Regions from separate parts of the Mus musculus genome. Here regions 2, 3 and 4 are each linked to region 1. Evidence: chromatin contacts called from public HiChIP or PLAC-seq and promoter capture Hi-C data. All regions are on one chromosome and are shown on one strand. The core of a region is the stretch at or near the end of the contact, and the rest is flanking DNA. Distances in the headings are between cores, read along the strand shown. Region 1 holds the start of Ndufb1 (NADH:ubiquinone oxidoreductase subunit B1). Region 2 holds the start of Ttc7b (tetratricopeptide repeat domain 7B). Region 3 holds the start of Rps6ka5 (ribosomal protein S6 kinase, polypeptide 5). Region 4 holds the start of Nrde2 (nrde-2 necessary for RNA interference, domain containing).

What was found. Promoter capture Hi-C pulls out the DNA fragments that hold promoters and counts their contacts. HiChIP or PLAC-seq counts read pairs in DNA pulled down with a chosen protein or histone mark.
Region 2: a contact with region 1 is called in an H3K4me3 HiChIP or PLAC-seq map of embryonic stem cells, with 7 read pairs. The contact joins the promoter of Ttc7b here to the promoter of Ndufb1 in region 1. A contact is called at or near these places in 2 of 39 promoter capture datasets (both in liver), 2 of 115 datasets of contacts at active chromatin or transcription factors (embryonic stem cells and stem cell-derived neural progenitor cells) and 1 of 9 other capture datasets (liver).
Region 3: a promoter capture Hi-C map of liver shows a contact between it and region 1, with 4 times the contacts expected there. The contact joins the promoter of Rps6ka5 here to the promoter of Ndufb1 in region 1. A contact is called at or near these places in 9 of 39 promoter capture datasets (the 3T3-L1 cell line, the C10 cell line, fetal liver and 5 more), 1 of 484 Hi-C or Micro-C datasets (embryonic stem cells) and 2 of 115 datasets of contacts at active chromatin or transcription factors (embryonic stem cells and fibro-adipogenic progenitors).
Region 4: a contact with region 1 is called in an H3K4me3 HiChIP or PLAC-seq map of pro-B cells, with 4 times the contacts expected there. The contact joins the promoter of Nrde2 here to the promoter of Ndufb1 in region 1. A contact is called at or near these places in 2 of 39 promoter capture datasets (both in liver) and 1 of 115 datasets of contacts at active chromatin or transcription factors (pro-B cells).

What each region holds. Positions count from the first base shown.
Region 1 is chr12:101,974,405-101,977,104 of GRCm38.p6, forward strand. It overlaps Ndufb1 (NADH:ubiquinone oxidoreductase subunit B1), which reads right to left and starts at 1,334. Exons shown (of 3, transcript NM_001378525.1): 1 at 1,256-1,334. It overlaps Cpsf2 (cleavage and polyadenylation specific factor 2), which reads left to right and starts at 1,570. Exons shown (of 15, transcript NM_016856.3): 1 at 1,570-1,730.
Region 2 is chr12:100,519,417-100,522,116 of GRCm38.p6, forward strand. Ttc7b (tetratricopeptide repeat domain 7B) reads right to left here and starts at 1,406. Exons shown (of 20, transcript NM_001033213.1): 1 at 1,155-1,406. The coding sequence starts at 1,275.
Region 3 is chr12:100,723,685-100,726,384 of GRCm38.p6, forward strand. It overlaps Rps6ka5 (ribosomal protein S6 kinase, polypeptide 5), which reads right to left and starts at 1,436. Exons shown (of 17, transcript NM_001330702.1): 1 at 1,097-1,436. The coding sequence starts at 1,196.
Region 4 is chr12:100,158,269-100,160,968 of GRCm38.p6, forward strand. Nrde2 (nrde-2 necessary for RNA interference, domain containing) reads right to left here and starts at 1,385. Exons shown (of 14, transcript NM_001290303.1): 1 at 1,272-1,385. The coding sequence starts at 1,335.

The DNA of each region.
Region 1 (2,700 bases), core at 84-2,583:
CCCTCTGCCTCATCCTCAAAAGTAGTTGGAGTTACAGATGTAGGCCACATGGACGAGGCGTTTCTGCGTCATAGCTAATTCATATACTCCTCACCACAGACTGCAGATTTAAGTAACCATGTCTCAAGATTGGGGCTTTTTTTTTTTTTCAGATGAAGAAATCCAAATTTAGTTGTGGCAAAGTAACTTGCTTTAAGTATAGGGTAAAGAGTCAGGATTAGCATAGTCCCCAGACAATCTGTATCCTGATCAGGCTTAAGCTCTTTTGTTCTACTCTCTCTCCTGTGTACGGAGGTAAACAGTTAAATAACTCCTCCTCTCTTTTCTTCTTTGCAGAGCCTCTCTCTCTCTCTCTCTCTCTCTCTCTCTCTCTCTCTCTCTCTCTCTCCATGTGTGTGTGTGTGAGACTTTTTAAAAACAAAAAACAACTAACCCCACATCCCACATATTTCTTAATATTTTTCTCTAACACAAGGTATTTCCCTTAAATACCACCTGCCTCTGCTTTCCAAGTGCTGGGATTAAAGTTTCTTTCCCTTTTCAAGAATAACAGACACTGCTGTGAGTCTTATTTTGCTGAGTCTTCTATCTGGATTCATGCTGGAAACATGTAGACTTTTTTTGTTGTTTTGTTTTTCAAGACAGGGGTTCTCTTTAAAGCCCTGGCTGCCCTGGAACTCACTCTGTAGACCAGCCTGGCCTTGAACTCAGAAATCCACCTGCCTCTGCTTTCCAAGTGCTGGGATTAAAGGCATGCGCCACCACCACTGCAGGCACATGTAGACTTTTTAAGAGATAATACCTTGTGTTGGACTGGACCCCACAGTTCTTTATAATTATTACAAAGTGTCACCTAAGATATGGAATGGATGGAGCAAAACCGAAACCGTTGAGATCATAACACGGACTGGAAACCAAGCAGAAAGCCTTGTTTTTAAAAGGCAAATGGCTACGTGCGGGTTTCACAATCAGGAGAGTTGGACGAGGAGACAGACGCCTGGGCGACCGCGCCCCGCTTCTGGATAGGAGCTGCATTCCCTATTGTGGGCTCAAGAGTCGGATCCTTGAGAACCCTTCCGAGTCCCCCGAGAGCCAGGCCATCAGATCGTCCCCAGAGCAGTCTTTGTAAAAGGCGTGGGGCGGGCAGCGCGCAGGGGTCACCGAAGGCGACCCTGTTTCCCCTCCATGCGAGCGTTCCCCAGAACCCTCCCGCCCGCATCACCACCACGGGTGGCGCCGGGGTCCCCAGACCCACCTTCAGCCTGGTGACAAGGCGACCAAGGACAGCCGCAGGGAGCTAGGCCACTGGCGCCGGCGGAAGCCGTGACCTAAGGAGCTGCCACTCGCCGCGCCAGCCCTGATGAGAGGGGGTGGCGTCGGCAAACCGGCGCTTCTCTCTCCCTTCTCACGCGCGAATCCCGTACATCTTAAGCTGTGAATGATCGCGACACGTTTTGAATAAGACGTGGATCCAGGCTGACAAGGTTTGCGAGCTTTTGCGCTGTCCTCTTCCCTGACCCGGTTCGTCACCACCCCTACAGATGGTGTCGCCCGGGTCGTCCCCGCCTCAGCCGCTCTGCTCAGGCCCAAGATGGCGGCCACCACACAGGGGCTCCTGCCGGCTGCTCTCCGCCGCTGAGCGCGCGCTAGCTCTGCTCGCTCTCCGACCTGCGTTCCACTAGGGGTTGGGAAGGGCGGCGGACGGTGCCGGGGGGAGATTGGCCTGGCAGGTGAGGACGGGAGACGGAAAGGAGCCTTCGGGTTGGGAGGAGGCCCTCAAGGGGATGGGTTCCCGCGTCGGCCCGGTGTCGCCCGGACGCGCTCCCGCGGTTTCGGTTGTGACAGTCTCCGTGGTTCCTGGAACAAGCGTTCCGCAAGGGGGAAGAGAAGTGACTTTTCCCCGGGCTGAAACCTCGGGGTGTTGGGGCGCGCCTATGCTTCCTCCTTGCCCTCCCTCCTGTCTAGTTCCTCTGAGCTTTCATCAGCTGGAGCTAAAAGTTAATCCGCGTCCAGCCTGGGCTCTTTCCCCTTGTACCGCCGTACTCCCCAAGCCTCCCCATCTCTGCCTTTCCCATCTTGGGCTCAGAGAACACGAGGCCAGCAGGTGCCTTCGTAGCTCCTTAATTCCAAAGACCCTTGAGAGGCTCATGCCACGCCTTGATAGAATTAACTTCTCTCGGCGCTACCACAATCACCACGTTTCCCAAGATCCCATTCCTAGTTTCCTTGCTTACGTACTTTTCAGGAAACCAGAAGTCAGGCCATATCCAGCCCCAGTACTCTGGCCCCTGTGACAAGGAGAACTTAAGCATCATCTATGCCTACTTTTCTACCCTTTAATTTTACGATTCCTTTGCCCCTTTCAAAGCCTTTCTTTACCTGAACGATTAAAGAGAGACTTCTCCCACTGTGAGCCCCAGGACTAGTCCAGATCCGTCTTTGCGTATTTCTCATTAGTTGACCTCAGCGTGAACGATCATTCTTGAGAAAGCAAGTATCTGGTATATATTCGAGATGAAGCAGAGGTAGTCGAAGTCACTGCCCTGGGGGAATTCCCGATATGGTGGGTTCAGTGCGTTCAGCACATTTATTTCTATTGCTTCGAGCACTGTGCTTGGTTTGGGAGATGCAAAGATGATCGCTTTTGGACACAATCATCATCCCTTGGCAAACACTCCTCCTGCCTCCTTTGTGCTAAGT
Region 2 (2,700 bases), core at 156-2,655, 1.5 Mb before region 1:
GAAAGATATATAGAGAAACCTGGTTTGGTTTGGTTTTGTTAAGTTTTCATTTCCAGGCGCTATTTTCATAAAATCACAAACAACCACCAACCTTAAAGAGGCTATGAGATTTCCCTGTCCGTTTCTGGGTAGTTCGGGGTGAAGGTTGAAAAGAGTACACATGTCCTTCCTTGAATGAGCAGTGTCAGTCCTTCATTCATTCCCTCTGTGATTTGTCTGTCCCACGCCTGCTCAGACAGTCTTGGGAAGCCAGAGGTGAAGGAGGACAAAATCCTCTGCCCTCTCTGCCCAGGCTCCAAGTGCCTGCCTGTGGTTTTGGCGCGTACGAAAAGACAAGCAAATATTAACCATACTTGCTTCCAAAACAAATAAGGCCACGTGGAGTCTCGCTCTGGAATGTGATTTTGGCTGCAGTTTTGGTTTGATGGGTTGGAAGAACCAATTCAGCAAATGGGGTCATTGGCCAAGTCCAGCCGCCAGGTTTCCCAAGTCAGATCCTGGTTCCTGGGCGCACCAGGCCCCTCATCCAATCAGCTCCATTTCCCTCATTGTTAATACAGTCTCATCTTCCTGCCCAGTAACCTTCTCCCAGACTCCCTGACTCTGTTTCCCTTGTACTCTCCACCCTATCCTCTCTGGGTCTGCAGATTTGACACCCAACTGTCTTGACCTCAAGACACAAATCCCAACCTGCCAATGCCACCCCTGACACCCTCCAAGTCTGAGCTCCCTCCTGGGGCCCTTGATTACCATATGTTCACAACATCTCCATCACAGGACCCCTGAGCACACCACACACACTCTGGTGGTCCCCAGATGCCCACAGGTATGTCCCGGGGGGCTCCATACACACACAAACGCACACACACACACAAGCTCCAACTTCTTGGAAGCCCGGGGCTGGCCTCCGGTCTCTGGGGTCGGTGAACCTCTCCAGCCTGCACGTCAGGACTCCAAGGCTCCGACAGGCACAGCCCGCCCGCCCAGCCGCACGCCGCGTGACCGGAGGACCCCGCGTTCCCCAAGGGCCTGGCCCGCGCACACCGCGCGGCCTGCGCCTCGCCGCCCGGCCGCGCCCCTGCTCGCGCCCGGAGCCTCAGGCCTAGCCCCGGAGGCCGCGGCGGTCCCGCAAGCCCCGGTGCGTCCGCGCGTACCGTTGGCGATGAGCTTGGCCGACAGCTGCTTGACGAGCTCGGGGATCCGCTCCCATTGGCACTCGGAGCGGCAGCGCTCGATCTCCGTCTCCAGCCGCGAGCCCGCCTTCCTGGTCGCCATGGCCGCCCTGGCCGGCCCGGCGCGCGCCCGCAGGCCCCGCAGGCCCCGCCGCCGCCGGGCCCCGCGCCGCCTCCCGCTGCGGCCGCGGGCTCCGGCTCCGGCTCCCGGCTCGGCGGCGTAACGGGAACGCCGGCCGGGGAAGGGGCGGGGAGCGGGCGGCGGCGGGCGCGGCGGGGCCCCGGGCGCCGCGAGGAGCGGCCCCTGCCGGCCAGGGCCGGAGCCGCAGCGGGCCGGGGCGGAGGCCGGACAGCAATGAGGAGCGCGGGACGGTGCTCAGGAGCGAACCTGGAGCGGTGAGGGGTCAAGCCAGGGCAGCCACCCCGAGGATGCTCTGGGGCTCCAAAGGCCGGGGTTTCTAGTGCGAGAGGGCGTGAAGGGCGAGCCTGCCTCGGCTGGCCCTGCCATCGCAGGTTGCTTGTGCTGGCCTGCGCCCCTCCTCAGGCTCCCCTCTGCCCCAGGTAGCCTCCGTCCCCATCATGTGGCCAGAAGCAGTGGAGATTCATGCTCCTCCAGAACCTGCCCGAAGTTCCTTAAGTGTGTGTTGGAAGAAAGTGAGGGAGGACGTGTGTGTGTGTGTGTGTGTGTGTGTGTGTGTGTGTGTGTGTGTGTAGCTGCAAGCCCAGATGCCAGCTCCCTTGCCCTCTGAGGAGAATACCAACTCATAAGTGGCATTTCCAGGCCTTGACCTTGTAACTGAGAGCAGGGGCAGGTGTCTAAGCTGAACATTATTTCACTTGTGTAATTTATTCAGTAACTATAGAGTCAGAGGTCACCCACACAGAGCTAGGTAGTGTTTTAGGGCTGTGGAAACGGAACGAAGTGGGTACAACTTTGCTTCAAAGTGGGTATAAAGTTCATAGCCCATTCATGGAAATGAATTAATTAAGCAAAATAAAGTAGCAAATTAGGTTATGGGTTGGTTAAGGATGGTGTTGAAGTGATATTTGACAGTTTTAAAGATGAGAGTCGGGGGGATATGGGAGGTGGGGAGGGCAGATCATTACAGGCAGAGCAAAGGCCTCGGCTTTACTATATTTGGTGAGTTAGAAAAAGGCCAGAGTGGCTGGGGTGGAATGAAGGCAAGGAGCTGAGCAGATGATGTCAGGAGGGTGGGGGTTAGTCCATGCCCGGCCTTCTGGATCATTAGAAAGACTGTCTTTCTTCTTGGTGAGATAGGGAGCCTGCATGTTAGTCAGGCATGCAATGGCAAGGCCTGCAAGTATGGACATGACCAGTATTTGGGAAAGTTGGTCAGGGAATGTGGCTTCAGGGGCAGTGGGGGTGTTGGACTCTGCAATACTGCCTCTGAGGATGGAGCTGTCATCTGGGCAGTACCCTGTCACCAGGTTCATCCTCTTTGGGTGTGTCTCCTCCAGCTTTCCAAAGCTATCAAGTGCAGGCTTTTCTCTCATGCCCTGGGGATAA
Region 3 (2,700 bases), core at 186-2,685, 1.3 Mb before region 1:
TTATACTGATAAATGAGAAGGCATGAATTTACATCTTATACTAAGTCATAAGACTGGCACCAAAGATACTAATGGGCAATCAAGAATTGTGGGTTGTAGTTAACTTTATCCATCTGTTTCAATCTGTTCCAAACAGCAGCAAGGTGGACCCGCTTTCTACCTGAAACCTGCCATTTGCCATTTGTGTCTACTTAATATAATGTGCCAAAGACTTAAGTGTCAAAAATCTTAAAACCACTGACACTAATAACTATCGATCCACTCTAACACATTCTCCATGCAGAAATGATAGTGTAAGGGGAGACCTGACTCCATGGGGCTGGGGAGACCCAAACTTTACCAATTGGTCCAGATAAGAATTTTCCAAAACAAACCCCGGAATTACACAATGAAAAAGCAAAAGTAAAAAGCTTAGCACACGGAGCTTTACTGATCTCCAGCACAGGGGATGCAAGCACTTAAGTCGCCTAGTGAAGCCTTTCACCCAAAACTTTACATTTATAGAGGCTGCTTGCCAAAAGACCTGGCAAATTTCAGAGAGTATAGTACTTCACGATAACTCTGAGAGAAAGGACTTAATTCCAGAGGACCACGAAGCCTTTTTCCTTCACCAGAGACTAACCGAGAACCAATACCCCTCTCGCAGGATCGCTGTCCCTTAGGGATGGTACAGACATACATACACACACAAACACACACACTCCCCTCACACCTGAACCATCCCAGGCAGAGGTGCAGGGTAAAGTGAGTTCAAGCTTCAAGCTCCATCACACACAGCTCCACACAGCTCACCTCTTGAGGGAAAGAGTACCTTTCCCTCGAGACAGCGTGTAGTGACAGATATGTCACCTATGCAGGAAAGGGGGCATAAAGGCATCTTCCCAGGCTGGGTCGGAAACTGGGGGCCCAGCAGGAGCAAACTTTCCTCTCCGTGCCCAGAGCCTCCCAGGACCCCCGGACTATTCCCCGCCCGCGAAGCCCCGCCCCGGGCCCGTCCCCCCCAGCCCGCGCCCCTTTTGGCCTGTGCGCGCACCCATGCCGGCTCTCAGGCGCGCCTCCGCGGCTGGCCCGGCCAGCAGAGGGCGGGGTCGCTCACCGGTCCGCAGCTCGTGCTTGACAGTAAGGAGCTGCTCGCCGCCGTCGCCGCTGTCCCCGCTGGTGCCCGCGCCGCCGCTGCCGCCGCCCTCCCCCTCCATCTTCACCCTCTTTCCGATCGCGCGGGTCGCTCTTAGGGGAACCTGATGGGACAGCAGACGCCCCGTCTCTCCACAGCTCCAGGAGCCGAGCTGCCGCAGCGCCACAACTCCGACACTGAGGCGAGTCTCTTTCCCGCTCTGGCCGTGCAGCTCCTCCGCCTCCTCCCCTCAGCGGGCACCGCTAGTACGGCACAACCCCGCGCCCTGCGCCTCCACCTCCTCCTCCAGGCCGCTCCTCCCACAGCCAGCCCAGGAGACAGCCCTGAGCCACCAGCGCTATTGGGCGCAGCGCGCGCGCGTCTGCCAGCGCCCGTTCCCATTGGGCGGCTAGTCCTGACGTTTCAGGAGCCGCCCCGCCCCGCTGCTCGAATTGTTGTTGCTTGGCGGGGAGGCAGGAGAGGGAGGAGCGCGAACGCTCCGATTGGCAAGACCCACGGAATGCCCCACCTACTCGCTTTGGTGCGCACGCGCAGGCAGGCCTTCCCTCTCCTGACCTCCCCAGAATGGTCACACCCCTTATTCCCAGCTTCGATCTGTTAGTAAACAGTATCTAGTAGTCAGGAGGCGCTCCGGACCTCTGATTGGCTACTGCGGAAAGAGGCGGGGAAAGACGATTGGACCGCTTGGTCCGCCAATCACAGTGGACAAAGGAGGGTCCTGGAGGGAAGCACTTGTCACCCACGTGTTTGCGCTCGCGCGCGTCTGAGGGTCCTAGGGAACGGCCCACAAATGTGTGACTGTCTGGAAGATGGCATGTCTTCGAATGATACTATTCTCTGTAGCACTAAATAAATTAAATGAATTTTGTGTTTAAATACAGGTAGGAGCCGGCAAGATGGTTCCGTGGGTAAAAGTGCTTGCGGCCAGACGTGGACAACCACAGTGCAGTTCCCATATAATGAAAAAGAACTAACATGTTGACCTCCGACCTCCACACAAGCTTTAATTAAGGGCATGTATCGCTCACACAAGGCAAAACTAAATTACGTTTAAAAATTAAATACAGGTAGCTCCTATACACAAAAAGTCAAGGTTCTGGCTCCGGATGAGAAATCTGAAATAATAACTTGTGGAGGTGGGGAGTGTAGCTCAGCCTAGCCTTGACCCCCTGGTACGTCTAGCACCACCTCCCAGTGCTGGAATTCGCAGTATGTGCCACCATGCCTTGCTTATGACATGCGGGAGATTGAACTCTCCAGCTTTATGAATGCTAGGCGAGCAGTCTACCAGTTAAACTACATCCTCATCCCAATTTTTCATGTTTAAGAAACTCAAAGAGTGTGGTGAATCATAAAATAAGATTCAATTTCTGCTCCTGAAAAGCTATTAACGGAACTCGAGAGATGGGCAACTTGTATACAGGCACAGGAAACTATAAAGAATTTAAACAAAACTGTGAACCAGTATTAAGCATTAGAGAATGGCACAGATGGCAACGATTATTCTCAAGGCTTTTAGGGCAAGGAGAAAATCTGGATAGCCAATTTAAAGGGCAAGTAAGACA
Region 4 (2,700 bases), core at 135-2,634, 1.8 Mb before region 1:
ACAATGGATCCTCCCACCCTTGATCACTAACTGAGAAAATGCCTTACAGCTGGATCTCATGGAGGCCTTTCCTCAAGGGAGGCTCCATTCTCTGTGATAACTCCAGCTTGTGTCAAGTTGACACACAAAACCAGCCAGTACACCCCCTCTCTCAGAGAGAGAGAGAGAGAGAAGACAGAGAGAAAAGGAAGACAGAGAGAAAGAAGAGAGAGAAAGGAGAGAGAGAGAGAATTCTGACTTCTTTTGGATCCCTATAAGCAAACCAACCGTAAAGAAAGCTGAACAGTAACTCATAGTTAAATAATATATAGTTAATTTTCTTAACTATATTTTGTTTTGGTTTGGTCTTTTTTGAGATTAGGGTCTCTCTATGTTGTGGCCCAGGCTGTCCAAGAATTCACTACGTAGATCAAGCTGAGCTTGAATTCAGAGATCCACCTGCCTCTGCCTCCCAAGTGCTGAAATTAATGGTGTATGCCACCACTGCCAGCCCTTCAACTTGACCGTACACTTTCAGTATTAGATGTATTTTCTGCATTTACCTGCCATGGTTAACTTCATTATAGCTGACACTTGTCTTAGCATTTAAAATACGCACCCAGTTCTCTAATCCCATGCTTCTCTTCCACAGCCCCTTGAAGGTCCCTGAATTCTTATCTATACAAATCATATCCTCTTGAAGACCATTCCAAAATTCTGAACGTTTCATTTTTATGGTTGACTGTGGCTCATCTATGACATTTGTAGCATACTACCTTATACTGATTTGTTGCTGTTGTTACTTAGTTTCGTTCATGCAACAGGTTGCATTATCAATCCTGACACACTTATTGAATACGTCTATATTTTGGGCCTGTGTTTCTAATAAGTGTGCTACAATGAATAGACAGTCTCGGAATTTGTTGACGGTTACAATTTAGTAAGGAAAAATCAGAATTACGCCAACCACAATTGCAAGTATTTTAAGAGGGTTTCTTTTGCAATGGAGTTGTATCATTGCAGCTTCTAGGAGAATGAAGTCCAAAAATACGGTAATGTTAGCGCCAGACATCATCGTAGGCTTAGTTTCCCCTCCGCTTACTTGACCACCGTAGCGCCTGAAAGAGCCTCTGGCCCTACACTTCAGACAAGACCCAGAAGGCTTTGCAGCGCCGCGGAGAACTCTGGGATACAGGTGGATAAACAAAGCAAAGAAAAAAGGCCATGACCCAGGCCCGAAAATCTGCCATTAATTTAATGGATGTCTTTTTCGACTCTTTTGGGGTGCTTACCTTTCCTGAATGCCCCATCACCGGAGGCCTCACTTACGTCCGCAAAAGCCGGGAACAGCGCCATGATCACAGGCCGCACTACCACTCCTGCCTCAGAAATGGCGCCGTCTGGAGAGCTCTGGTTGGAGGACGGTGACTCGCGAGGCACTCTGGGAAATGTAGTTCTTCCTGCACTCTTTAAGGCTTAACTCCTGGGCAAGGCGGTGCGGAGACCCAAAGGGTAGAGAGGGGAGGAGGGAAGAGGGTGAGATTGAGGAAGAACAGTTTCCTTGTAGTTAGTGCCCTCCGGCTTCACTGAACAATGGACAAGCAGGAACCGGAAGAGGAAGTTGGGAGGGGGGAAGGTGTGGAAACTGGAATTCAGCTCCTCTGGTAAAAGCACATTGCCTCCTTTAAACTGGATCAAAGTAATCAAATTCTGTAAGATTCATTTTCCTCCTCTGCAAGATTGTGTGTGTGAGTGTATGTATACGTACACATATACATGTACAAATTGCAATTGTTTCACCCATAAGAAGCATTTAAAAGGTGGCTTTAAACTGGGTGTGGGGGCAAACCCCTTTTAAGTCCCAACACTCAGTGGTAGAGGCAAGTGGATCTCTGTGAGTTCGACACCAGCTGGTCTACATAGTAATTTCCATGAGAGTCAGAACTGTATAGAGACGATGTCTCAAAAAAAGCCAATAAAAAGAAAGAAAAGAAATGAAAAATTAGCTTCTATGTGAGATGTGACAAGTTCCACGGCAAAATGTAAGTGATCCAAATATAAGTTGTCATTTTAAATACCCTAGGAATACAGAAGAGTACAAAGTCCCAATAAGATAAAGGTCTTTGACAATAAATGCATATACTTACCTATAAAGTATTTTTGAGATTCCCCTACCAAAAAAAAAAAAAAGGTTGGGTGCAGGAGCCAATGAAATGGCTTAAATAATAAAGGTACTACCAAGCAAGCATGGATACCTGAGTTTCATCCAGGCTCCACAAAGTTGTCTTCTGACCTCCAAGTGCACAGGGCACCACAATAAAATAAAGTTTAGAAAAAAAAAAAAGCTAAACCCAGAGATGTGACTAATCATCTAAACAAAGGAATGGATGGAAACCTATCCAAGCAGCTCCGTGTACCATGTAAACTGTGTGTACCATGTAAACTGTGTGTGTCCAAAATAAATGTCCAAGTTTTCAGGTCCCTAAAAGTACTTGGAAAAAGGAGGCCAGTAGAATCCACTTGTCTTCAACTGTAAATCTCAAGTTCCGCCAAACCTGACAGGAAGTTATCTCAGTTGATTAAATCAATATCTGCATCAGGGCACGATGATGCTCACCTTTAATCTCAGCACTCTGGAGTCAGAGGCACTGGCACTCACTCTGTGAGTTTGAGGCCAGTCTGATCAACAAAGCAAGTTTCAGGACAGCCAGGGCTACACTG